Linked DNA regions of Gossypium hirsutum: region 1 is linked to region 2. A link is a contact called in public Hi-C data. All regions are on one chromosome and are shown on one strand. The core of a region is the stretch at or near the end of the contact, and the rest is flanking DNA. Distances in the headings are between cores, read along the strand shown.

Region 1 (3,045 bases), core at 65-2,564, 71 kb before region 2:
CAGCGGGATACAGTTAGAGCTGCTTCGGAATTTGTGACACGAAATCAATTGTCCCCTCGCATACAAGATCAAATAATGTCACACATATGCTTAAGGTTCAAAGCAGAAGGATTGAAGCAACAAGAGACCCTAAATAGTTTACCCAAAGCCATCCGCTCAAGCATTGCACAGCATCTCTTCCTTCACATCCTGCAAAAAGCCTATCTCTTCCAAGGAGTTTCTGATGACTTCCTATTTCAGTTGGTAATAATACTTCTCATGTTATATATCTGTCCATATCTTTCTTATACACATGCATCACTTTGAATTTTATTTCACAAGATGCTAATGCAAATTTATTACCCTGTCAAAGGTTTCAGAAATGGATGCCGAGTATTTTCCACCCAAAGAAGATGTTATTCTGCAGAATGAAGCCCCAACGGATCTGTATATACTTGTCTCAGGAGCAGTTGTAAGTAGGCTTATTCTTATGGGTGTAGAATAATAATATATAAACTAAAAAATGCCGATTTCTGACATTAGTTTGGTGGCTGTTTGATTCCTGATTTGCAGAACTTAATCTCCCATGCTGATGGGCATTATCAGGTATGTGATTTACAGGTTACGGAAAAGGTTGCAGCAGGAGATATGTTTGGAGAGGTTGGAGTTCTATGTTGTAGGCCACAACCATACACAGCTAGGACCACTGAGCTTTGTCAAATACTACGACTGAACGGAACCTCACTGATGAGCATCTTACAAATAAATACAGAAGAAGGACGTGTTATGATGCGTAATCTTTACATGGTAAATATCATACTAGACAATTTTTAGAGTAATGGAAGACAATGTTATCATGAACAAGAACTGATGGTTTGTTCTCGCAGAAAATAAATGGGCTTCACAGCAGCAGCTTTGACCAGTCCAATATAGATCCGGAGTTGATCCAGAATTCAAGGCTTGGGCAAGGAGCAATGGGAGGAAGTTGTTTGAGTGCTGGATATGAAGAGCAATCACAGAGAGAAGCAATAGGCATAAATATCTCAGGATCAGAGGCTATAGAGACGATTCAAAGAGGTAGATTCCCTATGAAAGGAATTTCAACAGCAGAGGATGGCCAAACAGCTCTCCATGATGCTGTTCCTAAGGGGCATAATGAAATGGTTAAGATTCTGGTGGAGGGAGGAGCAGGCGTTAATAAACCAGATGCAAGAGCAAGGACGCCAAAAGCATCGGCAGAGCAGCAGGGAAGCAAGAGCATATATGAGCTCTTACAGACCTACGAAAAGAACAAAAATTTAGATGATGAACATAGGATAGAGATTATCGGGCCAGAAACAACTAGTCCAAATGGAAATAGAAATTGGGCCCAAAATTTCTTCAATTCACCCATTTACAGGGAGGAAATTATACCGACCAAGAAGAGAGTTACTATTCACATGCACTTGCTGAGCAGCAGTACATCAAGTAGGCAACTTGGAAAGTTGATACTCCTACCTGATTCAATACAAGAGCTTCTCAGAGTGGCTGGTAAGTCTGACTAAAAATAATTAAAAGGGCTTAAAATAAATCTGAAACGTAAGGGGAAAACAATTACAAATCAACTGGAATCCGAATTTATTAAACAAAAGAAGAAGAAAAAAAGTAACAAATAATTGCTCATTTTGTAACATTGTGAAACTGCAGGTGAAAATTTTGGAGGCTACACATTTACGAAAGTCGTTAATGCCGAGAATGCAGAAATAGATGATGTACACGTCGTTCGAGACGGTGATAATCTGTTTCTCCATCAAAATGAATGTGCGAATGTACATTTCAGTGTGACCTGATGACAATAAAAAGAGACAATCATGGATCATTACAGATGGTATGTAACCTTGAGGCAATGATAATGATTGTGAAATATTAACAAAAATATGACGGGATCAGTTGATTTGGGACCACAAATTAATCAGAGAAATTAATCAGAGAAGTCAATTACATATGGCCATATTTCACTCGAATTCTGGCGGGCAAAACCCCATCCTTACATAACCTGAAAAAAGTTGTCTATCGTAACAAATATTACAAGCCCGTGATGATTAGGTGGACCAAGTAAATGGCAACGTAACTTTTGTTTTTGTAGGCGTCTAATTGCAGATCAATTTCGTCGATGTGTTGAAGGCATGTAAAGTCAAGCCACCGCTTAGATAAAGTGGGGATCCCGGCCAACTAGGGATAGGCAGCCTTCATAACAATATAAATAACTAAACCATGTCAAAAACCAGTAGAAACTGTGCCCACGCCAACAGGTGTTAAGCTTTCACACGCTACCCTTCACAATATTGCCTTTCTCTTAAGAGCTTTTGATTGGTAAAGGATGAGCCTCCGTGTTAAAAACAAATTTATCAAGTGGCATAACAGAGCTATCTCCGAAGAGCAAGTACAAATATTTCAATGTTTCACCCAGGAAAAATGTCTCCATCTTGTCTCTTTTTGGAGGAGGAACTGTGGTGACATCATCTAAAGAAGAGTATCCGCCGGATTCTACCTTTGTGTATTTCTCAAATGACTCAAAGATCTGCCAACCCCATTCTCGATATCTGCAATGCATGATATTAGAGGGGGAAAAAACAAGTTGCACCCATGCAAGATCTATAGGTATAGAAATTAAATAAAAGGAAAGAGAGTAGAAACTAAAGAACTAAAAGAGCATACTTTGGATCCTGAGTGATTCGATATAACACGAACAAGGATTCAACAGTTTCTGGACGCAATAGATTGTGACGGTCTGCATGTTTGATTATTATGTCATTTACATATTCTGAACTCTTATTTCCGCCATCAAGACCACTCTCAAAATAATCCTGTTTAAATCAGATCAAGTCAGCAGATCATTACTATAAGCAAAAAGAAGTGTGTCCATACATAGATGAATAAGCAAATATGAACCTTTTTGGTGCATATGAAAACTAAGTCAGTGCTTTCGAGAAACAAGTTAAACTGAAACCAACCTTAGTATGGAAGTATGCAATTTCAGGAGCCAGACCGGTGGAAGTTACTGAATACATCTCAAAACATGTCTTG
Region 2 (2,700 bases), core at 70-2,569:
ATTAGTATTATTTCTAATCATTCTGGATAGAGAACCTGAAAATTATACAGCCCTAAAGATGGTCACAACTCGCTTTAGGACAGTCGGAACAATCCTACATAAACTGTTATTACTTCATATTGGCGTTGATGAAAAAATTCGAGACACTACTGATCTATAATTGAATAATTTGTATTAATCCTGCATAGAAACTTCGTCATAACCTCATGACTGCCATGGCATTTTACTCTGTGAATCATCCTTCTTCCCTAAGGTTTGAGCTAAATTAGTAAAACTTCATTGGCTCTAACTGAGATAAACTGCATGAAGCTAGTCGTCTATAGCAAAAAAATCAAGGATATTATTAAATACTTGAAAAAGTGTGTAAATATCAGCTTTTGTTTCCTATCGTGGAAGGCATGGGCACCCAACTAATTAGGGAAGGATAGTGTAGGTTGATGCATCCAGATGCCCACATGCATATGTCTATTATATGTGGCTGAAAATCAAAGCCAACAAAACAGCACCATCATCAGTAGTAACGAGATCAAATCATCTTTGACATTTCAATTAATGCTGATATATGTAGATAGGGTGGCAGCCATTTTTATGAAATTAGATAAGAGAAATAAAAGCAGGAAAACTACAACTTCATCCATCTGGATGGAGGAAACCTGCACTAGCTAGCGGGAAGGGGCGGTTGGGGTCGGACATACAAACATGGCTTCTCTCATTATTAGGAAATCTGCTACTGCTTATAGATAATTTGATTTTATTCCTCTTGTCTTCAACATGGGTAGATTTGAATGTAAATCAAGAAAGCAATAGATTGTCGATCTCTGAAATGGTTGCTTATGCATGAAACCAGCTACCATACACATTTGGTAGCTTTCAAAGTGAACCTAAGGCTATGCTGTTTCATCGGGCCATGATATATTGCCTCTGCAAACACCCTTTCCAGGGTATGAAACGTTTACATGCTGAGCAGAATGCCACTGAACATGCTTGTTTCAACCCAGTCACATGCATTCCACCAGACAACTAACCATCTCAACCAACGGAAAAGAAAAAAAAAGTCCTGCTTTAGTGGCTACGCAAATGCCACGATAGCAGCCACCCGAAGAGTATTTATGGTCTTGGGAAGGGATGGTAGAAAGCTATTATAAAATATATGTGGTGTGTCAAATTCCAGTGATTCACATGAAATTCTCCTCAATCATCTCATTCATGATTCATCTTATATGATCGAGGAGGGTTCTACGTTTGGCATACACAAACTACTCTCGACTAAGGGCCCAAAAAAGGAAGCAACAAAATAAGCGCGAGTTAGCTTCTGCTCCCAACAAAATGTCATAAAGGCCAAAACTTAGTTTGTTGGCCCTATAAAATAGGCCTGACCAGACAGCCTATAATTGGCACCTTACTCTTCGTTCAGCAGGATTCTCTCTCGAATTAATTGATTCACATAAATCTAGTGTTTGGCGTATACATATTTTATCACTTCCATTCTATTTCAAAGTTGAATCAAATTACTTTCTATTAGACTACTAAATTTCTAGTAACACTAATGTGTTATCTCGTATGACTGTTTAGGTAAACTTTATTGTTAACTCAATTTTTTTCAAATTTTATTGAATATTAAAATATTTTTATTAATTTTTTAGAATTTTACGTAGACAGCAAGTTGTCATGTTGGTACAACTAAAATTTTAACAATTAAGCTAGATTTTCCATCAAGCAAAAAACAATTTAAATAAAATTTAAAATATTGAAGATCAAAATGATAAATAAATAAACTAAGACCAAAATGAAAAATGGGTAAATGCTAGGAACTAAATTCATAATTATATTATATATAAGATTTGAGAAAGTTAACCTAACGTAATAAATGAAGAAATGTTGGTTTTGGATTTCATTGAAGTTAGTTTGAAACGTACCTTAGCTGGGCTACAATGGCATTAAGCCAGGCTGTGAACACCCAAATATTTTAGTGTTAGTATGTACTAACTCTTTCTAGTGGAGCCAAGATCTTTTGGAGCATGGTCCAAAAGCAGAAATTTACAGCAGCTACGAGGGGATTAAGTTTGAATGTAAATAAAAAGTAATGAAAGCTACAAGAACACACACTAAAATATTAAAGAGAAAAAAAGGATGTGAAGAAATGAGACTATTTGCATTACCACCTTCATAAGAAAAATTTAGACAATGAATTACACTGGCTTGTCTCATAGTGTGTAGTAATGTGACAGCAACTGGAAATGTAGACTTATTTTCCAGTACCCTACATGTAACACTGCTTAAAGGTCTTACTGCCCATTTCAGTCAAGAAAAAACAAAGGTCAAACTAAATGCCTTAAACCCACGAACAACTCAACAAACATAACACTAACATAACTCGTGAAACTTATATATTGAAAACAAAGTCGCAAGAGAATGGTTTCAAAATAAACATGACAACACTAACAGAACTTCAACCATGCATCAATATTTCTGCTATTGCAAATTTGCAATTACTGGCAGAGCTGCTCAACGGCTGTCACAATCTGGGCAGGCTGAACAACAGTCACTTCCTCCAGGGTTCCAGCATATGGTGTAGGCACATCCTGTGAAGATAAGCACATAATTGGAGCATCCAAGTAGTCGTTGAAATTCTCGGTAATCGCAGCTATCAAGCTAGCACCAATACCACCAGTCCGCATGCACTCCTCCACAATAAGAACA

What was found. A called contact is a pair of places that touch in the nucleus more often than the background predicts.
Region 1: a Hi-C map of leaf shows a contact between it and region 2, with 2.1 times the contacts expected there. The contact joins two enhancer-like sites. A contact is called at or near these places in 2 of 34 Hi-C or Micro-C datasets (callus and leaf).

What each region holds. Positions count from the first base shown.
Region 1 is chrA05:14,490,755-14,493,799 of Gossypium_hirsutum_v2.1, reverse strand. LOC107958416 (mannosyl-oligosaccharide 1,2-alpha-mannosidase MNS3) reads right to left here. Exons shown (of 7, transcript XM_016894179.2): 5 at 2,973-3,045; 6 at 2,677-2,825; 7 at 1,852-2,561. The coding sequence ends at 2,315. It overlaps LOC107958415 (potassium channel KAT1), which reads left to right. Exons shown (of 10, transcript XM_016894178.2): 6 at 4-243; 7 at 353-451; 8 at 553-786; 9 at 867-1,509; 10 at 1,666-1,854. The coding sequence ends at 1,808. Among protein-coding and RNA genes, the nearest start is that of LOC107958415, 4.0 kb to the left of the region's middle. Within about 2 kb of position 1,314, at least 5 of the 9 cell types and tissues checked have an H3K27ac peak or open chromatin away from gene starts, as enhancers often do. A contact at or near this core is called in leaf, where this site is marked.
Region 2 is chrA05:14,420,175-14,422,874 of Gossypium_hirsutum_v2.1, reverse strand. LOC107913605 (pyruvate dehydrogenase E1 component subunit beta-3, chloroplastic) reads right to left here. Exons shown (of 4, transcript XM_016842252.2): 4 at 2,134-2,700. The coding sequence ends at 2,490. Among protein-coding and RNA genes, the nearest start is that of LOC107913605, 4.0 kb to the right of the region's middle. Within about 2 kb of position 1,319, at least 1 of the 9 cell types and tissues checked has an H3K27ac peak or open chromatin away from gene starts, as enhancers often do. A contact at or near this core is called in leaf, where this site is marked.